Regions from separate parts of the Mus musculus genome. Here region 1 is linked to region 2. A link is a contact called in public HiChIP or PLAC-seq data. All regions are on one chromosome and are shown on one strand. Each heading gives the region's core, a stretch centred on a gene start, on an enhancer-like site or on the middle of the called end of the contact. The rest is flanking DNA. Distances are from core to core; before and after follow the strand shown.

What was found. HiChIP or PLAC-seq counts read pairs in DNA pulled down with a chosen protein or histone mark.
Region 1: an H3K27ac HiChIP or PLAC-seq map of stem cell-derived neural progenitor cells shows a contact between it and region 2, with 4 times the contacts expected there. The contact joins two enhancer-like sites. A contact is called at or near these places in 1 of 484 Hi-C or Micro-C datasets (cortical neurons) and 3 of 115 datasets of contacts at active chromatin or transcription factors (astrocytes, embryonic stem cells and stem cell-derived neural progenitor cells).

Annotation. Positions count from the first base shown.
Region 1 is chr8:86,387,719-86,392,427 of GRCm38.p6, forward strand. No RefSeq gene overlaps it. Among named protein-coding and RNA genes, the nearest start is that of Gm33687, 110 kb to the left of the region's middle. Within about 2 kb of position 2,398, at least 97 of the 459 cell types and tissues checked have an H3K27ac peak or open chromatin away from gene starts, as enhancers often do. A contact at or near this core is called in astrocytes, cortical neurons and stem cell-derived neural progenitor cells, where this site is marked.
Region 2 is chr8:85,924,265-85,928,649 of GRCm38.p6, forward strand. The region is part of intron 8 of Phkb (phosphorylase kinase beta); the gene reads left to right. Among named protein-coding and RNA genes, the nearest start is that of Phkb, 85 kb to the left of the region's middle. Within about 2 kb of position 2,082, at least 43 of the 459 cell types and tissues checked have an H3K27ac peak or open chromatin away from gene starts, as enhancers often do. A contact at or near this core is called in astrocytes, cortical neurons and stem cell-derived neural progenitor cells, where this site is marked.

The DNA of each region.
Region 1 (4,709 bases), core at 1,148-3,647, 460 kb after region 2:
CCGGTATAGCAGCCAAGATAGTCCAAAAAATATTTAGATTTAGGAAGGCAAAAATCCTACCTACCCTCTTGTATTAAATCACTCCTGAATAAGAATGTGGTACACAGTTCCACACAATCTCAGCCGACATCTGTAACCTGAATCCTATTGAACAGCTGAGGATAGCAGGAAGAAAGAAGCCATGTACTTACAATGCAGCCTCAGGACCCCAGGAACCAGTTGTTGCTGGAGTGGAGCAAGTGGCTGTAGTCTGGGAACAAGGGGCAGAGTAGAGTCAATCTGAAGGACAGAAGAGTGCCTGGTGGAGCTCCCATCTAGAAAAGATGGACACAGCCTGGCAGGCTGGCCATGTCAGAGCAGATCCTGGAAATGCATGGAAGTCTGCGTCTCTTACAGCACAGTGACTTTAACAAAGGTGTCAAAAGGCTCATTGCAGAAAGGACAGACTCTGCCACTGGTGCTTGGAAAACCAGATCTCCATGTGCAGAAGCTTGAAACTTTATCCCAGTCTTTCAGACTACAAAAGTCAACTCAGAATGTACCCAGGACCTAAATGTAAAACATGAGAACATGAAGAACACTTTCAGATATTTGTAGAGGTGATGAAATTGCTAATATGTCTCTAGAATTACAGGAAACAAAGTAGGAGATAGATAAATGGGATTACACCAAACTCAAATCAAAGGAAGCAATCCACAGAGTAAAGAAACAGAGAGAGTGGTTTGAAATTTTTGCCAACTACTCATCTGATGCAGAGTTAATATTCAGAATATGTAAAGAATTCAGAAACCTAACAAAAAATATTCCATACACACACACACACACACACACACAGGTACACTCATGCATGCACATCCACACACATGCACACACATGCTCACTGTAAATACATATGTAAATAAAATATTTTTAAAAATTGAAAAAAAAGAACTAGGTAAGTTATCTCCCTACTGGAGAAATGAATGAATCAAACTTACAATATGTCACCTCACTCCAATTAAAGGAGCTATTTAAAAAGGCAAACATAAATGCTAATGATGATGAGGATAAAGGGACCTTTCATGCATGGTTGGTGGGAATATAAATTAGGAACCTACAAGTTAAACTATATCCACCGAATTGCCTACCTATCCCACTCCTGTGTGTACATCTAAAGCAAATGAAATCTGTACACAAAAGACATAGTTGTTTGTCCATGTTGATTGCTGTACTGTTTGTAATAGCTAAGGTTGAAACAGCCTAGATACCCAACAATAGATGATTAAAGAAAAAGCAATACCAACAAGTGGAGTGTGTGTGTGTGTGTGTGTGTGTGTGTTAAGGGGGGAGGTGTTCAGCCATAAAAAACAACAACAATGAAACCCTGTCATGGTAACAAGATGGATGGACCTAGAAGACATTACATTAAATGATTCAAGCAGAGAGACAGAACACACATTGTTTCATAAAGGAAGCTAAGGGAGTTGGGTTAAATGTGTGTGTGTGTGTGTGTGTGTGTGTGTGTGTGTGTGTGTGTGTGTGTTGGTCAGCACCCACTTTATTCATATACTGAAATATCACACTGCATCACAGCAATATGTGCAACTAATACATGTTAACAGAAATAAATTATCCTAAAATGCGCCTACGTGTTGAATAGGGAAGCCTGCAGCCCTCTGCTCAAAAGATATCATTTTGCTGGCAGACAGGCAGTATTGGTATATCCTATAACATTAAAAACACTGTAGTTTATAAATATTATGTATTCGGAAGTTTCTATATTGTGTCTGGGGGTTGAGTTTGACAGGGGGTAAGAGAGGACTCCCTCCACTTAACTGTGGATGCAAAGAAACTGTATTTCAGGTGGAAACGTTTGAAAACCCAGATGTAAAGAGGGGACATACAGCCAAAGTCACTATAGTGAGTGCCTGGAGAATCAGGGAAGAGAAGCACTATTATGCGCGGGGCCTTATGTGTTTAATTATAGACTCTAATTGACTTTTAATTATGTGAATGTATTACTTTGATAAAAATTAAAATTGAGGAAAGAAGGAGAAACAGCTCACAGGCATTGGTCTGCCCCTGAAGTCATGTACCTCGTGAGTCAGATTCCCATAGGGAGATTTGGCTCAGGCAGGGTCTCCTTGAGTTTTCAAACCATAAATAAGGCCTAATGGCTTTGAGAGGTAATGAACTGGCCAGCAGCCAAGAGAATCCTGATTCCTAACAGACAGGCCCAGGCTCCATCTCCAGAGTTTAGATCTCTGCTGTGGGCTTCATGCTGGCCTAACTTCTTAAGTGAAACCTCTCACTAATTTGCCCTTTGCAATGCAATCTACCCGATGAGTCACTGATACTGTTGAGAGTCTAACCAGTGCTGGAACTGAGAGAGCCCTCCCATGCAGGCCCTCTGTTGCCATGGAAACAGCACTGCTCAAGTTTCTCTGTTGCTTTGGCAACCCACTCCCATTTCCTCCCATCACTACTGCTGGGGTATTTTGCTGCCAAGATAATGGTCTCTATTATGGTTTGAATGCTAATGGGGCAGTCCTCTACCCCAGCCTACTCCAAGCTCCCTCTGTAGCTCTACACTTGAGACCTTGTCTAAGTGGCATTTCAATGAGATGGTAATGGATGCTCAAATCAGATGAAGAGGAGCTATAGTGGTGGTGTGGATGAAAGAAGGGTTCAGCTTCTTATCTTGGGAAGGAAGAAATGGTATCTATGTACTCAGAGAGGCATGGATTGGAGTGTCATCCATCAAAGGGCTTCAGCTGTGTGTCAGGCCTCAAGCCTTTTTCTCCCAGTCAGTTCTGTATACTGGCAAATAAATAAAGGCACTGCATAATGAATACCTGTATGTTCTCAGTGCTAGGCTATGTGCTTTACACCCATTTAACTCCTATTTTACAGACAAAGAAACGAACAAGCAACCTATTCAGTGTCATTGGATTTGGGGTTTAAACACAACTCTCAGCGGTTACACTAAGCCACTGCTGACTTGGGACCACAGAAAATAACAAAAGTATCAGATAGTTGTCCTTGCAAAAAGACCTTATGGAGAGTTGAGGAAGAAGTGTAAGTACAAAGGGTAGAGGTGGAAAAGAAATGCCTTACCGAGCCGGTGAAGTACGGAGCTCAAGTGTGGGTACAGACATGACAATACACAGTTCCCTGGACATGGAGTGGCGTCTAGGAAACTGGAAAGCATAGTCAGTCCCCATCCCTTACAAGAAGCAGAGCCAGGGTGTTAGCTTCAGAGTGGGTGTCTCAGCGACCCACTCAGCGAGGCTCCTGCTTATGGCGCTAGACTTGTAGGCATTCAGCAAAGAGAGAGACCTTTGTCTACTTCTTCTTTTGAGATTTGGATTTACTCGAGACCATCTGACTCTTTTATTTTGTTTTTTTTTTAAAAGAGTTGAAGTTTTATATAAAATTGTTCTAAATTTTATGGCTTCCAATTTCGAAATCCAATAATCCTATTTCCTTTACTTTAAAAGTAGATTTTTTTTTTTAGCTACCTCAAGTCCTAATGGAGTTAAAAGGAATATAAATCTTCAGTAGAGTTTTTCTAGGTCTTAGTTTTTTTCAGCAGTTCCCAGTGCTCTGCTGTGTCTTCCATATCTGCTGGTTTGGCTCCCACTCTCCTCTGTCAACTCCCGTGCTTGGGGATTTTCTGCAGTCAGGTCAGAGAGAAGGCAGAGTTCTCCAAGCAACACAGGACAGAGTCTCTGAATGCCATCTGACTCTGGTCACCTCAAAAACACTACTCAGTTATCAAGGCCAAGCGAAGATAAATTCATTTTTAGTTTCATTCCACTTGCATGTCGTCAGGGTGGCTTTTCTTGGGCTGGAAGCAAAGGTGCATGGAGGTTGGCCCAGATGGGGCTGGGGGATGGTGAGAGCATTTACATCTACATCCAGATCCACTTCTTTGTCTCCATCACTCCTCTGTCCCAATAGTTATGTGACTTAGGACATATCATTTCATTTTCTTAACCTCACTTCCCTCACTTATGAATACAAAACAGGACGAGCAATTATTCCCATGCAGATTAAACAAGACCACAACTATTAAAAAAAAGGCTTACAGTACACCAATGCTCAGCCGTTATTACCAAGGTTTACCTTTGAAGTGGGAGTGGGTGGGTTGGGGAGCAGGGCAGGGGTAGGGAATAGGGGGCTTTGGGGATAGCATTTGAAATGTAAATGAAGAAAATATCTAACAAAAAATGCCTTATAAAAATTTAACCCACTAAGCGTCTCAGGTCTCTAGAAATCCTCTACTATAAATACTGTTGTGCTTCTGCCAGTTTCAGCCTGTTTAAGCACTGAAATTGGAATACAGTATTTCATAATGCCCCCTGATACTCCTTTCTTAGGCTCCTACATGGACAGTCATCAATACCCAGAGCTTTCAAATGTCTGACTTTGCAACTGTCCACTCAGCATTTACACACACACACACTCACACACATACTACATGTACTAATACATACATACATACACTCACACATACACACATGCACACAATATTCATGCACACATTCACACACACATATATACTCACACAAACACACATACACACATCTACCCATGCACACACACTAACACACATGCATACACACATACACATGCACACACACGCTCAAGGACACATGTGCACACATGCAAACACTCACATACATGTACACACTCAAATGTATATGTGTAACAATCAAGGGCTTCAG
Region 2 (4,385 bases), core at 832-3,331:
TACACCCTCCACCTCTACAGTGATCCCGAATTATTATTCACATATGCCTGTGTTTGGTGTATCATCTCTCATGCTGAAAGAATACATTTTGAAATAGTAAGGCAACTGTATCTCATGGTGTTCGTGGACCCAGTGATGTTGTTAGTGGCAGGCAACCAGTATCTTCTGTCCTATGTAGTAAAATATAGAGCTAATTCCAGCTAGCAGTCAAGTCGTGACCCTTCATTGATTTCTGAATTAGGATACCTCCAGATTATGTGAGCCTGCTTATATCTGTTCACTCCCACCTAGTGTACCAGCCTTTCTATATCTGCAAGCTTTTCTCATAATTTTAGATTGCTTTGAATTGAATTCAGGTGTTCTGTTTCTGGATGCTTCTGGATAAAAGTATCGTAGATCGAACAGACCATAAGGAGAAAATGTGTTTAATATACTTACCCTACTGAATGTCATAGTTTTGCATTGTAGTACTTTGTGGATTATCAGCTGTTTATTCTCATAAAATGACGTTGCTGACTGGGAGCTGTTTAGTACCACAAGAATCTAATTGTACCACATATTTCTAGCCTGAGAAAAGATAAAAATTTTAAGTATGTTTTCTACTGAATTGCTGTTTCTTTTATATCACTGTAAAAAAAAAAATACTAGTGTCTTGGTCACTGTTCTATTGCTGTGAAGACACTATGACCAAGGAAACCCTCATAAAGGAAAGCATTTAATTGGAACTTGCATTCAGTTTCAGAGCTTTAATCCATTATTTTGGTGGGAAGCATGGCTCTGGAGCAGTAGCTGAGAACTTTAAATTCCTGATCCTCAGGCAACAGGGTGGAGTGGGGGAGAGGGCCCTGGCTTAGGCTTTTGAAACTTCAAAGGCCAACCCCAAGGACATAAATCCTCCAAGGCCACAACTCATAAGCTTTCCCAAACATTATCATTCTTTGATGACTAAGCATTCAAACATTTAAGCCCATGGGAGCCATTCTCATTCAACCCACCACAACTACTTAAGTCCTACCTGATGATTTAACCATTTATCTGACTCCCATTGAGATCACATCCTTAGCTTTTCTAGATAGGGTTTCAGTAAGAAGATCTCTTGCTGGGTTTGGGGAGATTGCTCATTTGCCTTAGAATTATTTGAACCTGTTTTGATAACTGCCTCTCATGTTAAAGTGTAGGATATGGTGGTACACTGGGGAGGCAAAGGTGTGTACATCCTTGGGGCTTGCTCGTCAGACCTGGTAGACTTGGCAAGGTTCAGGCTTGTGGGAGGGAGGGCCTCTCTAAAAAAAAACCCAAAAAACATTGCTGTCAACTCCTGGTCACTGCGATTCTCTTGAGTCAGGGATCTATCTTTCTGTAATCCATGTGGTAAGTATTTATACTTTCCTTCTTTTTTTGACTCTTTGCCATTCCCTCTATGTCTGTGCTTTCCAGTTGCTATAGCAGAAGGATTGGGGATGGAGCCTATGACTGTTGCCTTAGAACTTTGGCTCTCCTTTCTGTTGGCACACTGGGTAACACTCCTCTAAGTTGTACTTTGTATGCAGGAAGACTGCTATCCCTGAACCACAAAAACACACCTTTCTGGTGTTCAGAAACTACAGTCCTACTCTTTGACATCTACTCTTGGCCAGTCCTTTAACAGTTGCAGTCTGTGGTACTGAAGAGCTATAGAGTATATATTTAAATCACCTAGAAGCATCAGTTCCTTTACAGAGGGAAACAAACTTGGAGGGGTGTATGATTTTTCCCTCTTAACTTAATGATAGAGTCAGAACTAGATTCCAGGTTAAGAACATCAGGGTGAAAAATAAACCCCACTAGACTGTGGCTCCGAGGTTATTTTTGTTCACATCTTGACATTCAACTCCTCTATAGGCTAAACTCACTTAATATTTTTTAGATAAAGCCCAGATTGTTGTTGTTTTAGTCTAAGCACAGCCTCACCCTTTCCGGGCTTCCGCAGAAGGCTCTATTAATCACTCCAAATTCACCACTTCTCTTCAAGTGTTGCCTAAGTAACTGTTGGCTGGGCCCAGGCTAGTTCCCTGTGCTTTTTCACTGATTTGGCTTTTTTTAGGTCTGAGCAGTTCTTTCAGCATCTCCTGGGACAACTAGGGTGATACTAGACTATGTTCTTTCTCTCTCTCTCTCTCTGCTGATCATTCTCCAAGGCCTGTATTAAATGCTCAAAGAGCACTTCAGTATCTATTTATAGCCACGGCAGTTCTCAACTCCCAGTTACACATCCAGCTAATTTCACATTGCCTCTGGGGTTGCATTTAAACCTATAACTTCTTCATTTTGGTGAAGATTCAAGTTTTACTTATAAAGTATCCGTTGAATCCTAAGGCCTAACCTTGGGGAAAAGTTTTCTGAGCATTAACTTATAAATAGACTCTTATGTTCGACCAAATCCTCACCTTGCTTCATCAGTAATTCTGGTGTTTGAGATTAAGGATGAATGAAAAGTAAAACAATTAAAATTGATATTTACTTTTTAAGGTTTATATTGTTTATATTGTGTTCTCCTTGTTTTTTAGTAAAGTAAAAAACAGTAAAATATTAGATATGTAGCAGTTTAAGATTCCTTTAGTGACCGTGTTATTCCTATGGCATTCATTGTTTAAGGCAACTGCTTGGTATTTTTTCTTTCTTTCTTTTTGATTCTATTATTATTATTAATTATTATTTTATTCTTCTCTCAGATATTATATCCAGATTGCGGTTTCCCCTCCTTCCTGTCCTCCCAGTTCCTCCTCCACACTTCCACACCCCATCTATTCTTCCTGCTATTCTCTTCAGGAAAGGGCAGGCCTCCCATGGAGATCAACCAGACATGGCATACCGAGTTGCAATAAGAGGATGCACCTTCCCAGTAGGAGGAAAGTGTCTCAAAGGCCCTTGTTCCCACTGTTAGGAATCCCACAGGAAGACCAAGCTATACAACTGTAATAAATATGCAGAAAGCCTAGGTCAGACTCATGCAGGTTTCTTGGTTGTCAGTTCAGTCTCAACCCATAACAGCCCAGGTTGGTTGATTCTGTGAGATTTCCTGTGGTGTCCTTGATGTCTCTGGTGTCTACAATCCTTCTTCTCCCTCTCCCACAGGATTCTTTGAGCTCTGCCTAATGTTTGGCTATAAATCTCTGCATCTGCTTCCATCTTTGCTGGATAAAGCCTCCTTGATAACAGTTGGGCTATCTGACCTCTGGGTCCTAGCAATGTCAGGGTTGAACACCCTCTCATGGCATGGGTCTCAAGCTAGACCAGTCATTGTTGGCCACTTTCACAATTTCTGCATCACCTTTACCCCAGCACATCTTACCAAATTGTAGCTTGAAGGTTTTGTGGCTGGGTTGGTGTCCAAATTCCTATTCGGGCTCCATATCCCCTATTGCTAGGAGTCTTAGCTAGAGGTACCTGGGAGTTTCCATTACACTAGGTTTCTAGCTTGTCCCTGAGATAACCAATTACAGTAGTCTCTTGTAGTATACACTCTCTATCTCGCCTCCCTGAACTTGATGCCTCCTGTTCCTGTCCCCACCCACCCCTCGTCCACTTGTGTGGAGGACTAAGAGTTCAAGACCATGGCTACATAGTGAATTTAAGGCTAGCTTGGGGTGCATTTGACCCTAAGTCAAAAAAATAAAAAGATAAAATCCACCCCCCCATGAAAACAAGACTAGTTACAAAGCTACAGTAATTTAAGATTGTATGATTTGTCTATACAAACAAACATTGAGATCAATAGAATTAACAGTCCAGAAATAAATCCATTCATATGGGGTCAATTCATTTTGATAGTACAATGACCCAATTAAAAACAGTCTTTTCAGTGTGGAGTCCTGGAACCAATGGATATCCACATGTAAACCAATAGATCTGTATCTCACCTCATACTATGTGCAGAAATAAACTCGATGTAGTTCAGGGACCTTACTTAATAGGAACTACTGTCGATGGTTAGAAAGAAGCTAAGTGGGGCACTTGTGATATAGGATTACATGGTGGTTCTTAAGTCTGGGGCTTAAAACACAAGCATCACAAAAGGAGACAATGTTTCATATAGGTTTTTATCTGCAGTGAAATTTTTCTGGGTTTAATGCATAGTATTGGACATTATTTGCTTAGTTATTATATGCATTATATGTAATATATGCATATTATAGTTATACAGTTTTTGTTCAGAAAATTCCAAATTTTTCTAGAATGCCTATATGAACTTGCATTTACACCAGCAAGAATGATGCAGTTTGTTTCTGTCTTGGTATCATCAGTAGTTTCTATTTTAGCTTCTCTGGCTGGCTTATAATGATGCCTAATTCTGATCTTATTTTGATTTCCTATTGGCTGATAATGTTGACAGCTTTTATGTGTTT